Regions from separate parts of the Capra hircus genome. Here region 2 is linked to region 1. Evidence: chromatin contacts called from public Hi-C data. All regions are on one chromosome and are shown on one strand. The core of a region is the stretch at or near the end of the contact, and the rest is flanking DNA. Distances in the headings are between cores, read along the strand shown.

Region 1 (4,717 bases), core at 2,020-4,519:
AGTGCCAGGTAGAAGCTAAGTAATTGTTGGTGTTACATATAAGTATAGCTGACTCTGATTGAGGAGTGTCAGTGTGCATGGTTGACTGTGCAGTGATGGTCTATAGAAATTTTTCCCGGGCCACAGTGAAATAGGAAAAAGAATACATATACATACATTTTTTAATGTGATTGAGTCGCAAATAAAGGATTCAGCAAGGCTGTAAGTCATCAGTTCCTGTGCTAGGAAACCTGATGTGGGAACACATGAATAGGCTATGGCCCCTGTTCTCACAGCCTATATAATTTAATGAGGAAGCAGATACCTAAAGAAAACTGTAATAAAAAGGAGAGTGAGGAAAAATTAGAACTCCGTGGGAATTTTGACTTGTTTTCTAGAGGAGCTAGCATTTGAACTGTGTCTTTGAAGATTATTATAATGCTGAAAGGTTAAAAAAGGAGGGAATTAGATATTTAAAAGGAGAGTAAACAATATTAGCAAAGTTTACAAAGCTTAAATGTCATGATAGAAGATTTGCTGTTGGAATACACGGTAAGTGGAGAAGTGAGGAGAGAAGGCTGTAGACTTGGATGAAGCCATTCTGTCTTTGTAACCTGTTCTTGGCGCGCATACTAGTTTAAGTAACTGTTGTATGTTTCAGACAGAACTTGAGAATAAACTACAGCACCAGTCAGTGCAAGCGGCACAGGAACTTGCAGCAGAGAAACAAAAAATATCAGTGTTACAGAACACCTGTGAGAAAAGTCAGGAAGATCTGAAACAGCTTCAGTCTGATTTCTATGGGAAGGAATCTGAACTACTTGCCACAAGGCAGGATCTTAAGGTATAGTGAATTATGTCATAAAAACCAATAAACTTGTTTATAGACACATTCATTAAAGGATTGATTTGAACACAAATGGGCATTAAAAGTCTTAGTATTTGTGAAATATCATGCTTGTTTATTATTATTATTTTTGGAGAAACATGCTTTTAAAAAATTATTTTATATGATAAAATCTATAGTATATATAGATTTTAAAAATAACATCTTTAATAGTGAAATAATTTGGAAATATGGTTGCTACATTAGCTTATCTAAGGACTTTGCTGCCTTTATTTAAAATAAAAACAAAAACAAAATGAACTGCTGTTAGAAAATCTGAGTTTTAAATGTAAACCACTTGTGAAAATGCAAGCAGATTCAATATTGACTTTGTCAACTTCCCAAGACTATTGTAATGCATAATATTAAAATTAGGAGATTATAGCTCAAAATAAATTATCTAAACATATATGGATACTTTGGCCTTGGCAGTACTGTTGGATTAGATGAAGTATCATTTTTACTAAAATGACGGATATACAAAAAGGGTAAATAATTTTTATGTAGCATTATCAGTTGTCTAAGGGAAATGGAACATTTGTATTCTCTCACAGAAGGTTTAACCAGTTCTCTTTTTTTTGCCACAGTGAAATTAGTATGCCTTTTGATTCTTTTCCTGTGTCTGGATTTTTGTTTTTTGCTTAATTTAAAATGCTTTATTGAAAAATTCTATTGAAAATCACAGAATATTTTTATATATAATATATAAATACACGATGTCGATACTTTATTCATAGGCTACTATAGGGAAGGCTTTATGAAGGAGTGAGAACTTGCCCTGACCCTGAAAGATAAGAACTTGAATACAGAGGGTCTGAGAAAGACCAGTTCACTCCGGAGACACTGAGAAAGGGAGTAGCGGGGGGAACCAGCAAAGCCAGGAGGCAGTCACCATAATTGACTTGTGTTTGGAAATTAAAATTAAAAGGACTGGGATTAAATTGTGTGGTACCTTAGATGCCTAGCAAAGGTGCTGACTGGACTTTATATTGGGTTGGAGGTAGCAGGGAATGAAGAGTCTAAGCAGAGGAGTAAAAGGAAGTGGATATGTACTTAACCTGGAAGTGGTTTACAGACAGCTTGGTTTGGATCTGGTGTAAACTAGTGCTGGGAGGATTAATTAAGAGGCTGTCTCCCTTTCTTCCTCCTAACTCCAGTAATCTAGCTGTGAGCTGATTAGGACTGGAGTTAAAGAAGATGGAACAGAAGAGATTAATTGGAGAGAGAAGATGAAACAAAAGGGGTGAATAATATAGAGTGCAAGGGAGTGGAGGAATCAGTGGTAGCAAGCCTCAGTCTGATTTCTATGGGAAGGAATCTGAACTACTTGCCACAAGGCAGGATCTTACAAAGCAACAGGAGATTGGGGGAAGAATTTCCACAGGGCCAAACAGTAGATATTTATATGTCTGTATTTTTATATGAAGTTCAAAATTAGAAAGAGGTTTTTTTTTAATACCACCTGACATTTAGAAAGCATCTTACTTATTATATTCTCTTTATTTATTTATTTATTTTTTCCCTTTACAATACTATTGAAAGTCAGGGAAGGTTGTTGAAAAGTTTGGACTTCATCCTGTCGGCAGGAGGGAGTCACTGAAAAGATTTGTTCGGATTTGTATTTTAAGCCAGTGTGGCTGAATGTGGGGATGAGAGAGGAGGCTGCAGTAGTCCAAGTGCAGATGATGCTGGCTTGGGCTGGTAGAGTAAGGATGGACAGTGTGAATGAATTGGATGGACATTCAGGTGAAAGAGAAGTTGCAACCTAATGACTGATTTAAAAATCTTTAGAGACTTAGATCTTTCAGATCAGTATTTTTTCATTAAGCCAACAATTATTTTTATTATGCTTGAAAGCTATAAAATCATGTTCTAATTTTATACATGAAAGAAAATTTCAAATGTAAACATGGGTAAGAGAAAGACAGGGGTAAGGCTGCTGTGGAGTTTAAACAACTGTTGAGAGGCTGTGGATAGACACTCTGTACCAAAGCTGTCTTTTGCAGATGAAACTGAGGTCCCCCCGTGGTTGGTGACAGGCCTAGTGTTTGCACAGTAACAGAACCGTGACTGGATCTCAGCTCTTCAGACCTTTATTCTTTTACCATCATTTCACTAGAAATTTTTTTCATATGATAGGATATTGACAGATTCTATGCTAATCCTTCCAAAATGACATCTGAACTATTAAAAATCCTCAGAAAGTTCAAGTGATATTTACAGGCCAAAATAAGGGATCCACCATTCTTTTTCTTTTGCTTCAGTGATTATTAAATGATCTTGTGTAAAAGAGAGAAAGGGAGAGGGTCAGAACCTTCTAACATGACACCTAATCAAGACTGCCATCTGTGGGCTGATGGTGTTCGCCAAGACACCAGTAGAATGGAAGCCAAGCTGGCTTGAGCTATGCCTTTAGCCCCATCTGCTGGATTATTTATGAAGTACCAAAGTTTGTTGACTGGATATTTTAAATTGGCTTTGCTGGGTGCTATTCTTTGATGTTCAGGAAAGGTAGAAGTGGAGTTTAACTAAAATTTGCACCCTCAGTGAAGTGAACAACTCTAGGATAAAAAGTTCACAATTAAGTATAAATCTTCTTAGCATAGTACTATTCCTCATGTCATTTCACCCAGGCGTCAAGAAAACGTAATAACTAAAAATTTTTAAAGGTTTATGTTGAAAGAAAAAAAGGGAAAAATTGTTAAACAGACCGAAAAAACACCACCTACCATGGAACAGTGCAGAAAATGTTTTTTTGCTGCACTGAATGGGGGTATTCAGGATCAGGGTGGTGCTTGATCTGCTTAGGGATTTGGTTCTTCCAGTGGCAGTGGGTGAGTTAAAGATAACCCCAGTAAACCATGATAGTGAGAGGGAGTTCTCCAAGGGAAGAGAGGCTAAGCAGATGAAAATAGTGTAGTCTGCAGCAGAAGAGATAAAAGGAGTGTTTAAAATGGCAGTATACTGCTGAATGTCAGAGATGAATATCCAGAGGCAAGTAGAACAGTATGTCTTGGCTCAGAAAAGAGTAGTGCAGATTTTTAGCTTGACTTTAGTCATTAGGATTCTGTGAGTTCCAAATTTTATAGGCTGTTATTTAGAACACGGGCATTTTGGAATTCTTGTGCTTTTAGGCTCTAGCAAGAATTGGTATTCCTTAACACTAGATCAGGACCTAATTATAATTGTGTAGACTTTATTGGCTAGGCTTTGACAAATTTTATTTTTTCCCCTGAAAACACTGTTACCCTTTGTGATGCTTAAAGTCAGTGCCCACATGCCCGTGGAACTTTCTTTAAACATTCCACAGAGAACATTCACATTCATTTTTCTGTGCATCTGGCACACTGCAGATGCCTGTACAACTTTGATTTTACACTCTGGCTCTGCTTTCCAGGCTACATGGTCAGCTTCTTTCAGGGCCATCTTTCACTGTCCTGTCTACCTTAGTAGTATATTCAATTAATGCTTAGCTGCTGGATTAGTAAAGAACTAGTGACTTTAGGTCGTTCCCCAAAAGGAAGTGTTACGGTTCTTAGTGTTCTACTGGAAGCTATTGAAAATGGAAATTTAATTAGAAAAGACTTCTGAACTATTTCTAAGGAATAATCTCTTTCAGGAAGGTTAAGTCCTTTAAATAAGGTTTTCATTCATTTTTCATCTATCCTTTATTGAATGCTTTTTTCCCAAAACTTTTAATTTTGTTTTGGAGAATAGCCAATTAATAATGTCGTGATAGTTTCAGGTGGACAGCAAAGTGACCCAGCCATTGTTGTTCAGTTGTGTCTGACTCTTTGCGACCCCATGGACTGCAGTACGTCAGGCCTCCCTGTCCATCACCAACTCCCGGAG
Region 2 (4,072 bases), core at 113-2,612, 140 kb before region 1:
CCCAGGGATCAAACCCAGATCTTCCTTATTGCAGGTGGATTCTTCATCTGAGCCACCAGGGAAGGGGCCTAAAATAAAGATGGTATGACTATATTCACTTTAGACCTTAAAATTTTAAAAATACTACTGAAATAATGGTAAAAACATTGATAGATGATTCACATCCTCAAAATGTGATAATTCTAAAGTTGTAAAGGCCTCATAGCACAACTTTAAAATACATAAAGCAGAAACTTCCCTTGTGGCCCCAGTGGTTAAAACTCTGTGCTTCTGACGCAGGGGGGCCGAGGTTTTATCCCTGGTCAGGGGGCTAGATCCCACACGCTGCAGTGAAGATCTCGTGTGCTGTAAGTAGGACCCGGAACAGCCAAAAAAAAAAACTAATAATAATAATGTAAAAGTTGCCAGAACTATAAGGAAAATCAACAAATCCACCAGCACAGTGGGAGATATATCATATCAATATTTAATCAAGCAATCATAAAAGGCATCAGTAGGAATATAGATGATTTGGAAAATGCAGTAACAACTTCATCTATTGGTTACATATAGACCCCTGTACCTAAGAGCTGGATTCCATACGTTCCTGTTAAGTGCCCCTAAAGCATTTATGTGAAATATATGGCCAAACTGTTTAGACAAGTTTGAATAAGTTTTTTAAAAACTGGTGTATACAGACCATATTCTTTACAAACAATGCAATTGAGTTAGAAATGCGTTTTAAAAGATTTTTTTTTCTTTTAATAGTGTATGTTTGAAAATAAAAAAAAAATACTTCCTGGAGAGGAAAATGCATGTTTTCAATGCTTATATTAGAAAGAAAAGTAATGCCTGAAAGTTAATAAGCTAAGCTTCCAATCTAAGAGACTAGAAGGGAAAACAAAAGAATAAAACCAGAGATTGTGGCAGAAAGGGAAATTATCATGATAAACAGAAATTAAAAGGAGAGAACACACAAATGAACATTTAGGAAAAATTGTTAAAATGTAATCAGCATTTAAAAATCTTCTCATGCCTGCAAAGAAAATCACCAGGCCCAGATACTTTTATAGGTGAGTTCTAACACACTTTCAAGGAATATAAGAAAGGGGATAGGAGAGAAGAAACACTCTCATTTTCAGAAGTTGGGTATGTAAAATTAATCAACGAGTGAGGAGACCAGAAGGGGGAGCTCCCACACCCTGCCACTATAGCAGAGCCCTGCATTTGAGAAGGAAATGGCAACCCACTCCAGTGTTCTTGCCTGGAGAATCCCAGGGACGGGGGAGCCTGGTGGGCTGCCGTCATGGGGTCACACAGAGTCAGACACGACTGAAGCGACTTAGCAGCAGCAGCAGCAGCAGCAGAGGAGAGGAGAAGCACCGCTTTTCTAGCAAGGACTCAGCCAATGAAACGTCATGGACTCTTTCACCATAGCCCTCCCAACTTCCTTTTCCTCTCTTTAAAAGCATTCTCCTCCCCTGCTCTGCCAGGACTTGTACCTATCTTGCCATGGTTTCAGAACCTGAACTGCAGTTCTCTGCTGATCAAGTATAAACCCGTATTTGCTGGAGGAATATCCAGCATTCTACTTCCTTCAGGTCAACAGGTATAATGGAGATATTAAAACCAAGCAATTTCAGTGTAAGAAATGTAATTTATAGATCCCACATGCTGCAGGTAAAGATGCCACATGCCTAAATGAAGATCAGAAATCCTGCAAGCCGCGCCTAAGACCTGGCACAGCCAAATAAATCATTATTTTTAAAAAAAGAAGGTAAGCATGTCCATTTGTTCAGTTATGGTCTATGGCTGTTTCACAGCACAGTAGCTGAGTTGAGTAGTTGCTACAGAAACCATATGACCTACAAAGTCTAAAATGTATACTATCTGGTCCTTGAGAGAGGAAGTTCTTCCAATTCCTGCTGTGTAGTTCATAAGTGTCTTATCACAATTAAAAATAAGTTCATATATAAACATATTAACATTTTAAAAGTTATTTGAATTACTATTTTACTTTAGCAGATGCCTCTAGACAAGATTTGAATCTATAGTAACAAGCTTCTAGGCTAAAGACCAAATAAAATACCCTATATGTATGGTATTTTTGAGGATGCAAGGAACAATTTAAGAGCTAAATTTTCTCTAGTGTGGTATGAAATAAGCCTCTGATTGAGACAGCAGAATGCACTTTAAAAAGATTGTCAACTTGGATTTATCTCAATAAAGTCCTTATTTTCATCCAGTTATCAAATGTTTTGAACTGAATTAATATATTACTGTTAAAGTGATTAAAGATTATTTAGGTGATAGCCTTAAAGATGTCACGTTAAAAATATGACCAAATTTTCAGAGTAGATGCCAACAAGGGAGGTCAAGTGGCTGGAAAATAGGAGGAAAAATCTCTTCCTCCTCCCTTCTTAGGTTCAGTGGCTGGGGCCATGCAAATTGAACTGGCAAAAGATAGATTAACAGGAAAAGAAGATTTATCAAATGTGCATGTCAGAGGTCTACCAGAAATGAAGTGAGCACACCGAAGGACTGATCAGACCCAAAGGCTTATATGTCATTTCAGCAAAGAGCAATACATTTGTGAAGGATAAGACAAAGGGGAAGGAGTTTGAGTTCCTGGGAACATGGAAGATAAGGGTACTTGTGAGGTTTGTCATTTAGATTGCACTTGGTATCAGTCTCTGGGAAGGTAGGAGTCTAGAACCATCTTCAGTGATTAAGAGTCCCTAGGGAATGATAGATTTCTCTTCTTGTACAGGTGAGGGAAACCTTTTACAAATGAAGATGTATATTTTGCTCTTGGCCAGATGTGGGGAGGGCAAGAGTTTTTTTCTTCAATGCTTGCTGTTTCTTAACTGCCATCAGCTCAAAATAATCCTTGTGCCAAAGTGGCATATTTTGGTCCCTTCAGTAAAAAAATGGCTTCCTGAGGTGGAATTTATTTTGCTAAATTTTACAATCCGGGTCTGGTTCTTCCCCAACCCCAGCTCTCTTCAGAGAAGACGTGGTTGTTTCCTCTCTACTTTCACCTTGAGAATGTGAAGCTAACAGATTTTCTACAGATGCTGCTTTGCTGCTTGCTTCTCCATCTCATCATATGCCATTTCTATTAATATTTCTGCAGAAAGTTGGGCTGGAAGATTTCCTCTGTCAAAGCACCAATATGAGGGTTTGGCTGTCCTTCAAGCAATTTAGTTTGTTCATTGTTGTTCAGTCACTAAATCATGTCTGACTCTTTGTGACCCCATGGACTGCAGCACGCTGGGCTTCCCTGTCCTTCATGATCTCCAGGAGTTTGCTCAAACTCATGTCCATTGAGTCAGCAATGCCATCCAACCATCTCATCCTCTGTCATCCCCTTTTTTTGCCTTATCTTTCCCAACATCAGGGTCTTTTCCAATGAGTTGGGTCTTTACATCAGGTGCCAAAGTATATTCAAGGTTGATTTCCTTTAGGATTGACTGGTTTGATCTCCTTGCTGTCCAAGGGACTCACAAAAGTCTTCTCCAGCACCGTACTTCGAAAGCATTAATTCTTTGGCAACTCAGCATTTTTTAGGGTGCAACTCTCAAACATCCATCCATGACTACTGGTAAAACTATAGCTTTGACTATACAGACCTTTGTTGACAAAGTGATATCTCTGTTTTTTAGTATGCTGTCTAGGTTTGTCATAGCTTTTCTTCCAAGGAGCAAGCATCGTTTAATTTCATGATTGCTGTCTTCATCTGCAGTTATTTTGGAACTCAAGAAAATAAAATCTGTCACTGTTTCCACTTTTTCCCCATCTATTTGCCACGAAGTGATGGGACTGGGTGCTAATTTACTCTGGACTTGGTTTTTTACACTTTTCCTATTAATATGGCTAATGTTTTTAAAGTCAACCATATCATTCTTTTTTCTTTTCCACTCATTTATTCATTCAACACATATTTTGGGTACCTACCAAGGATCAGACATTATTTTAGGTGTTATGGGCATACTGCATATTTTGGGCATACTGCAATGCACAAAAGAGGAAAAAAATCTGCCTTGATATTCTAAATGGTAGGAACAGACCATAAACAAGGTAAATGTGTAAA

Evidence for each region. A called contact is a pair of places that touch in the nucleus more often than the background predicts.
Region 2: a Hi-C map of blood shows a contact between it and region 1, with 5 times the contacts expected there. The contact joins two enhancer-like sites. A contact is called at or near these places in 2 of 5 Hi-C or Micro-C datasets (blood and liver).

The regions. Positions count from the first base shown.
Region 1 is chr5:22,432,708-22,437,424 of ARS1.2, reverse strand. EEA1 (early endosome antigen 1) reads left to right here. Exons shown (of 31, transcript XM_018047620.1): 23 at 641-823. Among named protein-coding and RNA genes, the nearest start is that of PLEKHG7, 86 kb to the right of the region's middle. Within about 2 kb of position 3,269, at least 1 of the 5 cell types and tissues checked has an H3K27ac peak or open chromatin away from gene starts, as enhancers often do.
Region 2 is chr5:22,566,836-22,570,907 of ARS1.2, reverse strand. No RefSeq gene overlaps it. Among named protein-coding and RNA genes, the nearest start is that of EEA1, 23 kb to the right of the region's middle. Within about 2 kb of position 1,362, at least 1 of the 5 cell types and tissues checked has an H3K27ac peak or open chromatin away from gene starts, as enhancers often do.